2 separate regions of the Pan troglodytes genome follow, and region 2 is linked to region 1. The links are chromatin contacts, called in public HiChIP or PLAC-seq maps. All regions are on one chromosome and are shown on one strand. The core of a region is the stretch at or near the end of the contact, and the rest is flanking DNA. Distances in the headings are between cores, read along the strand shown.

What was found. HiChIP or PLAC-seq counts read pairs in DNA pulled down with a chosen protein or histone mark.
Region 2: a contact with region 1 is called in an H3K4me3 HiChIP or PLAC-seq map of stem cell-derived excitatory neurons, with 2.0 times the contacts expected there. The contact joins the promoter of DNTTIP1 here to the promoter of WFDC2 in region 1. A contact is called at or near these places in 2 of 7 Hi-C or Micro-C datasets (induced pluripotent stem cells and a lymphoblastoid cell line) and 1 of 1 datasets of contacts at active chromatin or transcription factors (stem cell-derived excitatory neurons).

The regions. Positions count from the first base shown.
Region 1 is chr21:51,724,873-51,729,720 of NHGRI_mPanTro3-v2.0_pri, reverse strand. WFDC2 (WAP four-disulfide core domain 2) reads right to left here and starts at 2,772. Exons shown (of 4, transcript XM_009437306.5): 1 at 2,612-2,772; 2 at 1,935-2,078. The coding sequence starts at 2,690.
Region 2 is chr21:52,056,949-52,061,796 of NHGRI_mPanTro3-v2.0_pri, reverse strand. It overlaps DNTTIP1 (deoxynucleotidyltransferase terminal interacting protein 1), which reads right to left and starts at 2,503. Exons shown (of 13, transcript XM_016938003.3): 1 at 2,313-2,503; 2 at 1,675-1,745; 3 at 386-482. The coding sequence starts at 2,417. WFDC3 (WAP four-disulfide core domain 3) reads left to right here and starts at 2,530. Exons shown (of 7, transcript XM_016938007.3): 1 at 2,530-2,590; 2 at 4,437-4,525. The coding sequence starts at 4,444.

The DNA of each region.
Region 1 (4,848 bases), core at 1,523-4,022:
AGCCATAACAAATGATGAGTTCATGTCCTTTGCAGAGACATGGATGAAGCTGGAAACCATCATTCTCAGCAAACTAACACAAGAACAGAAAACCAAATACCGCATGTTCTCACTCATAAGTAGGAGTTCAACAATGAGAACACATGGACACAGGGAGGGGAACATCACACACCAGGGTCTGTCGGGGGGTTGGGAATTAGGGGAGGCATAGCATTAGGAGAAACACCTAATGTAGATGACGGGTTGATGGGTGAAGCAAACCACCATGGCACATGTATACCTATGTAACAAACCTGCACGTTCTGCACGTGTACCCCAGAACTTAAAGCATAATACAAAAAAAAAAATGTTGTTAAGTTGCCAACAGTCTTGACTTCCTAATACAAAGAAATTCATTCTCTTGAAAGGAGTAGGAACCTCTAATATTGGGCTGCCCTGGAAATAAATAGGGAACCATTTATGATCAAAACAAGCCACTGTGTATGGAGTATCTTCTCACTAATAGACACTTTAGATGCATTATTTCATTTAGTCCTCATGCCAATCCTATAGAGTTTGGAATTATTCCCATCTTAGAGCAGAGGCTCAGAGAGGTAAAGCAACATGCTCAGGATCACACAACTAGAAAATGGCAGAACTAGGATTCAAACCTCCAGGCTGCCTCCCTGGCTCAGGTGGCCATCTGACCTTGTCCCTCTTCCTGCCTCAGTCTGTCCATCTGAGATAAGGGAACAAATTCTTCATCCATCAAACAGCAAAGACTCCCTCCTTTGCTCCTCCACCTCTCTCATCTGGCTGCTGCCTGCTTTCTCTCCAAATCTTCCTCTCTCCTTCTGGTCCTCCTCTCCCTGGCCCAGAGGAGGGGACTCATGACCTTGAAGCTGCCCTTGGTGGGCTGCCAGTCCCCCTCCACTTACCACCTCCCTGCTGATCGGTGTCTTGGGTCACCGTATTACAAACCTTCCCAGCCTGTGCTGGCATCTTCAAGGAAATAACAGAGAGGAAAAGTCACAGGGGCTGTATTCTGGATAAAGAACATCATTACAGCACCTTGGTTCTCTCCAGGTCCTATCCCTGCCTCTAATCCTCAGCATTTTCCTCTGGAGAACGAAAAGCTGAGATTCCATGCTGTTTAAGCCACCCCCTGTTCTGATAGCCTGGTGGAGACTGCAGCTCCAGCAAGCACCTTTGAGAGAGTCCCCAGCTCGCGCTCACTCAATCCTTAGAGTGGAAGAGATTGACTGAAAGACGACGAAGGGCGATACAGTGTCCAGGGAGGATTCCTCACTTTCTTCGAATCACTCAGCCAGTTGGCCTGAAAGGCAAAAGCTGAACCCTCACTATGACTCCAGCAGCCATGGGATGGCGGTGTGACCTTGGGCAAGAACATTTTTTTCTCACCGATGCTCCCTTACACATCTTTAAGATGAGCGGGACATTTTCCTAAATCTGTAAAGTTCCTTTCCGCCTGGACAGAGGAATTGGGGAAAATCTTGCCAGGCCAGGCTCTCCCAGTCTTTCCCCAGGGCTGGGGGAGGCCCCCAGGGAGGGACTCCAAGAGGAGAGGTGAGCGCCCCAGGCTCCGGGCTTTCCCACAGGGCAGGCTTCGGCCGGTTCGAGAAGGAAACTGCGGCCCCGGGTCCCCAGGCCGCGGGGAACAATGTCCCGGCTGTGCGTGCCCGGAAGCCCGTCATGCACCAGAGACTCGAATCCAGCTAGGGGTGGGGATCCCCCCTTGGCTGCGTTTCAACGACGCCTTTGTCTACCCCGGGGCCGTGCGAGGGAGAGCACTGACGGATCTGGTTTCAACCGCCTTGACTTTCCCGGGGGTCCCCGGGTCCGGGGGCGCCCCTGTTCCCGGAACCCGGGCCCTCCCACCTCCTCCCAGCCCAGCGCGGCCCCGCCCCGTTCCCGCTCGGCTGCCGTGGGGTTACCATTGGGCAGAGAGCAGAAGGTGGCACAGCCCGCGCTGCAGCACTTGAGGTTGTCGGCGCATTCGCTGTCCGAGACGCACTCTTGCGTGCAGTTCTGGTCAGCCTGGAGCTCGGGGCACACGCCAGTCTTCTCTGCTCCTGTGCCTGGGAGGGGAGGCCCGGGACAGTCGAGGGTGGGGCGTAGCGCCAGCCCCAGAGGATGCCCACCTCCTGCTCCAAACCTTAACCCCAAGGAATTCTCAGTCTCTGGCCCTAAGAGTCCCCTTACAGCCCCCAGAGACTCCTTCTTCCAGACCAGGAGTCCCTGACCCCTGGGAGTACGAGAGCTCCCTAACCCTTGGCGTCGGGGCCCTCAGATCTCAGCCCTAGGGGACGCCGCACAGCTGAGCGTCTAGGAGCTTCCGAGGTCGAGGCAGAGCAGCCCCCACCCCCAGCCCACTGCAGCCACGGAGTGTCCGCGTTCAGCACAGAATCCTCCTCCTCCCAAATTGCAGCCATCAGTGGTCTCTCCACCTCCAGCACATCGGACCCCACACCCTAGGCTCCAAGGGTCCCGCCACTTCCGCCCCAGGAATTCCCACTTCCCCAGCCTCCAGAGGCTACGCCTCCGCCTGGCTCCATCCTGGCGCTCGTGGCTCGGCCCCTCTAGGAGCCGGGCCTCTCCTCGCCCCACTCACCTGAGACTAGGGTAAAGCCGAACAGCAGCAGGCTGAGGAGGAGGGCGGCGGCTAGCGGGCCTAGGCGACAAGCAGGCATGGTGCTATGCCCGGGCGGGGTGCAGGTGTGAGCCGATGCTCAGGTGCGGGGATTTAACCGCGCGCGCGGGAGGGGGCGTGGGGTAGGGGTGGAGCCGAGCGGGGAAGGGGAGGGTGGAGGGCTTTGCGGGCACAGCGGGCGGGCTGCCACATGAGGTCATTTCACAATCCCCCAGGATCAGGTATCACTCTTGGCCCCGGTGGGAACCAGGAACTTAAGCAGCTTCCAGGACGGGACCAGCTACGGCCGGACCCTTGTCCACACCTCCCTCCTGACCTCCCTCCTGGGGCCTGAGGGCCAAGGCTCAGGGCTCCTGGGTTTCTATTCCAAGACTCCGAGGTTTCTCCAGAGTGTCCCCAGTGGGCGGTTGAGGAGGATAAGGCAGGGCCCGCAGGGAGGCAGTAGAGCATGCGGGTTAAAGGGTTCGATTTGGGGTCAGCCAGATGAGAGGGCAGATCCCTCTTGATGGAGGGCTAGGGTAGTGATACAGAGCACATAGTAGGGGCTACAGAAATAGCACTTATTATTAATAAACAAACCCTCCTCATCAGAAACAGGCCCAGGAAGGTGAAGCACCTAGCAGTCTCAAGCCGTTTGGGTGTGTGTTTCTGTCTCCCTCTCTTTGTCCTACCGGCCCCTGATCAGGGCTGACTGTGCCAGGCCCTGTGCTCCTTGTCTCAAGGAATTGTCTCCGGTCCTCTGACCGGGGAGTTACTGTTATCAGCTGTATATGACAAAGGAACTGAGTGTTTAGGGATTTAGGACCGCACCTCCACCACAAGGTCCCCTGCAAAGCTGTACAAATAAGGTTTTGAACCCAGGTCTCTCCCTCCAGGCCCTTGTTTTTTCCATTCCGTCGTAAATATTCACTGGGTGCCTACTGTGTGACATATGCAGGGCAAGACGCTTGGTGAAGAGAAAGTCGTCAAAAGGGGCCCTCCAGCACTGGTCTTGAAGAGGTGACAGGGTCTGGGATCTGACTCCCACCTCCACCACTTCCCACCTGAGGGCCCTGGAATGAATCCTTTCCTGGATCTGAGCTGCCACGTCATCAGTGAAAATGACACCTATATGGGACTTCAGTGAGAACACAAATGCAACGTTCCTGCCATGGAACAACCATGTACTCACTGGGAGCATTGAGAGTAGATCCACACTGATTGACACAGGGACTCCAGGCCTGACCCATGATAGGTACTGGATACATGGCCATGAGTGCTCCACAAATAAGTGTCTCCTGTGACGAAGGAGACCAATAAGTATAAATGAAGCTTTAGAATCCAGGGGGTTAAGTGCCAAAACAGAGTTACCCAGGGAGTTAGACAAGAAGTGCCTTCAAACATCTTTCCTGCTCCAATGATCTGAGGTTCTAGAAGCCCCAGGAGGTCTTTGCTGCTGGAGGCTAGAGGGGCCCTGGGGCAGTGAACACTGGGATGATAGTGACAGGCGAGTAGGGTTTGGTGATGTGAGTACATCTGGCCACTGTCCCCAAAATGGATGCTGAGAACACCTCCCCCAGCTTCTCATGCTCAACTTGGGGACTGGGGACGTTATTGGGAGGGACCAGGGCTATTTACTCTGAGCTCAGTCAACAATGAGGGCAGGAGCCAGGTGGGGACACAGCCCATAACAGGCTAGTGAAACCCAGTCTAGGGCACAAAGAGAACACTGGGGTGAGCAGCCAGTTTTTAGCCCGTGGACCCAGCTGGCTACTGTACATTCAGCCCCAGGCACTGCTGCCAAGAGCTTTCTTCCGGGCCCTATTCAGCTCCCTGGGCCAGGAAACTGCCCAGCCTTGCTCCTCCCAGGCCCTTATGAGCGCCCTGTTGATTGGCTCTCTCTTACAGGAATGCAGACTGAGGGAGGATGGCAGGGCCAGGCAGAAGGATGGGGAAGGAATTTTCATCAGTCAATGGCATCAGATGTTTAGCTTTTGTGGTGCCAAGTTCCGTGCTAGGTATAGTTATATATATTCTCTTTACATCATTTAAAAGGGCAGAGGCTTTAGAACCAAATGCATCCATGCCCAATCAGGGACAATGCATCCATGGCCACTTTCTGGCTATGTGACTTAGAGAAATGCTTCATGTTTTGGGCCTGCATCTTCTTCCTGCATAAACTGTGTATCATCCTAACAGTCTTGGATGATTATTATAAG
Region 2 (4,848 bases), core at 1,254-3,753, 330 kb before region 1:
CCAAGGCAGGCAAATCATTTGAGGTCAGGAGTTCGAGACCAGCCCGGCCAACAGTGAAACCCCGTCTCTACTAAAAATACAAAAATTAGCCCTGCAAGGTGGTGGGCACCTGTAATCCCAGCCACTAGGGAGGCTGAGGCACGAGAATTGCTGGAACCTGGGAAGTGGAGGTTGCGGTGAATCGATATTGTGCCACTGCACTCCAGCCTGGGTGACAGAGTGAGAATCTGTCTCAAAAAACACAAAACAAAACAAAACAAAAAACAACAAGAAAGGAAAACTTTAGATATCTGTGTGTAGGAAAGAGACAGACTGGTGATGCAGGCAAGGACTGGGCTCCTCATGAGTCTTTCTCCTGTTATTTTTTATCCTGTGTCCCTCTCACCTTCATGTACTTGTTGAAGACAGTCTGGATCTCCTCGTTGATGCTGGGCTGCAGGACAGCTCGGAGGAGATCCATGGAGATGGCAGGATCTGTGAAACTGCATTCAGGAGGGAGACAGGGTGAGGGGGCATGTCCCAAACATATTCTTTCCCAGCCTCCCCAGTTAATTATGGACATAGAATTCCTTAACAATACTAGACAGCTTTTATTGAAAACTAGCTACATGCTCAGATTTTGTGCAAATCACAGAGGCATGACTTTATTTCTTTCTCATAATAACTCTATGAAGTGCATATTATTTTCAAAGTTTTTTTTTTTTGAGACGGAGTCTCACTGTGTTGCCCAGGCTGGAGTGCAGTGGCGTGGTTTTGGCTTACTGCAACCTCCGCCTCCTGGGTTCAAGCAATTCTCCTGCCTCAGCCTCCTGAGTAGCTGGGATTACAGGTGTGCACCACCACGCCCGGCTAATTTTTGTATTTTTAGTAGAGACCGGGTTTCTCCATTTTGGTCAGGCTGGTCTCGAACTCCCAACCTCAGGTGATCTGCCAACCTCAGGTGATCTGCCCGCCTCAGACTCCCAAAGTGCTGGGATTACAGGCGTGAGCCACCGCGCCCGGCCAATTTTTTGTTATTTTTAGTAGAGACGGGGTTTCTCCATGTTGGTCAGGCTGTTCTGGAAGTCCCGACCTCAGGTGATCCACCCACCTCAGCCTCCCAAAGTGCTGGGATTACAGGCGTGAGCCACCGCGCCCGGCCCAAAGTGTTTTTATGAAATATAATACTTATACAGAAAAGTCTATACACTTTAATGAGTAATTATAGTGAACATCCATTTCACCACTATCAGCATCCCAAAGGCCCACCTTGTGCTCTCTCCCTTCCCTGACATGCATACTATTAATCCCTCTTTATAGTTGAGAAAACGGGCTCATCAGAGTCTGTTGATGAGAACACAGTTGTCTGACTCCAGAGCCTGTTCTCTTAAACTCCATGCTAACTGACCTCTTTAGAGCCCTCAACCACAGAGCCAGTGAATGTGAGGGATCTTAGGTATTGTTTATTCCACAACCCATCTCCTGTGCCCTTCCTCATTTTGTACGTGAGTTCAGAGAAGGAAGTGACTTGACTAGCTCAAGATCACACAGAGTTACAGAATCGGAGTCTCCTCTTCCTCAGTCCTGTGCTCTTTCTACCGGCTGTAGATCTCCATAGCCTTGTGCACTGGGGATCCCAAAGCTGCCATGCAAGCCAGTGGCTGGGATATAAGTCCCATGCAGGGCCAGCCTTACCTTGTTGTCATCTGTGAGCGGCGGCCCCTCCGCTGCACCTGCCGGTGCTTTATCATTATGTTCCAAGGGTTCTGTGGGGACCAACGGAACAAATGTCACTGCGGCCTGTGACACTGGGGTGGGGTGGAGGTGGAGGGTGGGTATGAAGTTAAACCTGGACATCCCTGCTTCTCAGATCCGTCACCATCTCTCCCGCCTTGGGGTGGGACGATAGTTGTAAGGCCTCCTCCACAAAAGAGGAACTGAGGAAATTTCCTGCCTTAAAAGTCCCGACCCTGCCTTCTGGCACGGCAGGAGGAAGGGAAGCAGTATTTACCGAGGGTCAACTCTGTGTCAGGTGATGTCCTGGGCGCTGTACCCGCCTTTATCTTCCCATCCCACAACAACTTTTATGAGACAGGTACTAATCATTTCCATTTTATAGAAGAGGATCCTGGGACTCAGGGGGTTGACAGAGATGGCCCACGTCACCTAGCTAGGAGGGCGGCACCAGAATTTAAATCCAGGTCATCGGGCTGCGAAAACGCCAACCCCCTCTGCAGCTCCAGCCTCCGCGTTCTCTCGCCCGCGGGCCAGGGTCCCAGGAGCCCCAAGGCCGTGCCCGGCCCGAGCCCAGACCTCACCGGGGGCGCCCTCACCGTAAGAACCAGCTGCCCCGCTGCGCCCGCATCCCCCAGCTCCAAGCCGCCCCTCTCGGCCCCGCTGGGTCCCCGCGGCTGCTCGGCGTCGCCAGTGGCTCCCATGGCGCCCCCGGCCCCCAAAACTCCGCTAGACTCTGTCACCGGCCGGAAAGTGGCGCCGTGACGTCACTGGGGCGCGCTGCTCGTCCGCCCGGAAGCGCGACGCTGGAGCTGCGGGGTTACCATGGGAACCGAACCGCCGCGCCTCGCCCAGGACAGTTACACTTAGAGGCCTTGTAGGTGGAGGTCGTTGGGGCTTCCTCTCGGGAGGGCTGCGCCTCGATTGTGGAGTGTGGGTGTTCAGTGGCGGTTCAGTCAAGGGATGTTTCCCGCTGGGCCAAGGCCTGGGGATGACTGCGGGGTAGGAGGAGGGGACCAGGTTTCTGTAGGCTGGGGTTGGGGAGCAGAGGGAAGCGTTTGGTACAGCGGCGCCTGCCGTTCAGTTTTCGAAAACTAGATTTTAATATGCTCGACCAGGGGCGGTGGCTCACGCCTGTAATCCCAGCACTTTGGGAGGCCGAGGCGGGAGGATCACTTGCCATCAGGAGTTCGAGACCAGCCTGGCCAACATGGCGAAACCCCGTCTCTACTAAAAATACAAAAATTAGCCGGGCGTGGTGGTGGGCACCTGTAATCCCAGCTACTCGGGAGGCTGAGGCAGGAGAATCTCTTGAACCCAGGAGGCGGAGGTTGCAGTGAGCCGAGATCACGCCACTGCACTCCAGCCTGGGCGACAGAGGGAGACTGTCTCAAAAAAAAAAAAAAAAAAAAAAAAAAAAGCATATTAGGCACATGTTAGGTCATCATCAAATGTTAATTATGCCGAGATCGCGCCACTGCATTCCAGCCTGGGGGACAGAGGGAGACTCTGTCTCAAAAAAAAAAAAAAAAAGCATATTAGGCACATATGAGGTCATCATCAAATGTTAATTATCTCCATGAGCCAACATCAGCCTTCTAACCATAAGGGCGACTTCCTGGCTCCAGACTTTTTGATCCTATTAAGGAGGTTTTACCTTGTACCTGCCCATAGGACTAAGCAGTGCCAGTGGACACCATTAGGTATCACAGCTAACCAAAGGCATGACCAGGACAGATAAAGAAAAAAAGAAATGGAGAAAAAAGAAATAAAGGAGGTATATGTGGGCAGACTATTTGAGTCATACATAGCAACTTCTCTTGGGTTCTGCCAGCTAGCCTTCATACAGTCCAAGAATGGCCTGTGTGGGTTAGAGGGACAAAGATGTAGGTGTTTGGTGCTTTTCATTAGTTCTTAACAAACTCAACTACTGCTTTTCTGTAGGTTTTTGATAGTTTCTTTTCTCTCTCTTTTTTTTTTTGAGACAGAGTCTCACTCTGTTACCCAAGCTGGAGTGCAGTGGCGTGATCTCCACTCACTGCAACCTCTGCCTCCTGGGTTCAAGCTATTCTCCTGCCTCAGCCTCCCATGTAGCTGGGATTACAGGCATGCACCAGCATGCCCAGCTGATTTTTGTATTTTTAGTAGAGACAGGGTTTCGCCATGTTGGCCAGGCTGGTCTCAAACTCCTGACCTCAGGTGATCTGCCCGCCTTGGCCTATTTGATAGTTTCTGAGTGGTCTGTTCCATTCTGTATTTTCTTGGTTGCTAGGATGAACAGGAGCCACAATTTTATTATGCTTGGTTATGTTATTAGCTTTGGCCATTAAGTAGTGTCGTGAATCCCTCCCTCTGTTATTTGGGCTAAAGCCATGTCCTTCCAATGCCCTTTAGGGCTCTCTTTGATTCTTTTTCCAATGGCCACCCCTCCATTTTTCCGGCCACCCACTAGGTTTCTCATCATCCAGGAATATTGTGTATATTGCTTACAGAATTTGATCCTCCCATCACAGGTCCCCTGTGGTAGTGCCAGGAATTTTCCCACACTCCAGCAGCCAATCCCTCTTCTTCTTGTCAGGAGAAGATATTCTTGGGGAGTATTGTGAAAGGGAAGGTTTTGGGACTGGGTTTGGGGCCATCCCTAGTCCTGCTCATACCTCAGCTGATACTCTGGGCAAGGTGTACACCTCTAGCCTGAACTGAGCTCTTGTCCCAACTCTCAGCATCATCATGATGTTAAGCTGCCTCTTTCTTCTGAAGGCACTTCTTGCTCTTGGGTCCCTGGAATCCTGGATAACTGCAGGAGAACATGGTGAGCTATCATTTGGGATCCCTGGCCAACAGTAACAGAAAGTGACTAGAGGAGAGGAGAAGTCATCCCCTGCCTTCTCCCAGAGCAAGGTTGCTTGTAAGTGGAGATGATCATCTCTATAGGACAGGACTGGATGAATAGATTCTCAGGATGGCCTGGGTCATTCTTCCTGGCTTTCTTTACCCTCTCTGGACAAGGAGATAGGACTTCCAGTTGGGCTTACTAGAGGTTCTAGCTTTTCCCTAGAACTCATTAAATGAGAACAGGATCATCCCACCCTTTCTCTCTCATTATCTGCAGGATGGCTGCTCCTTTAGCAGTGG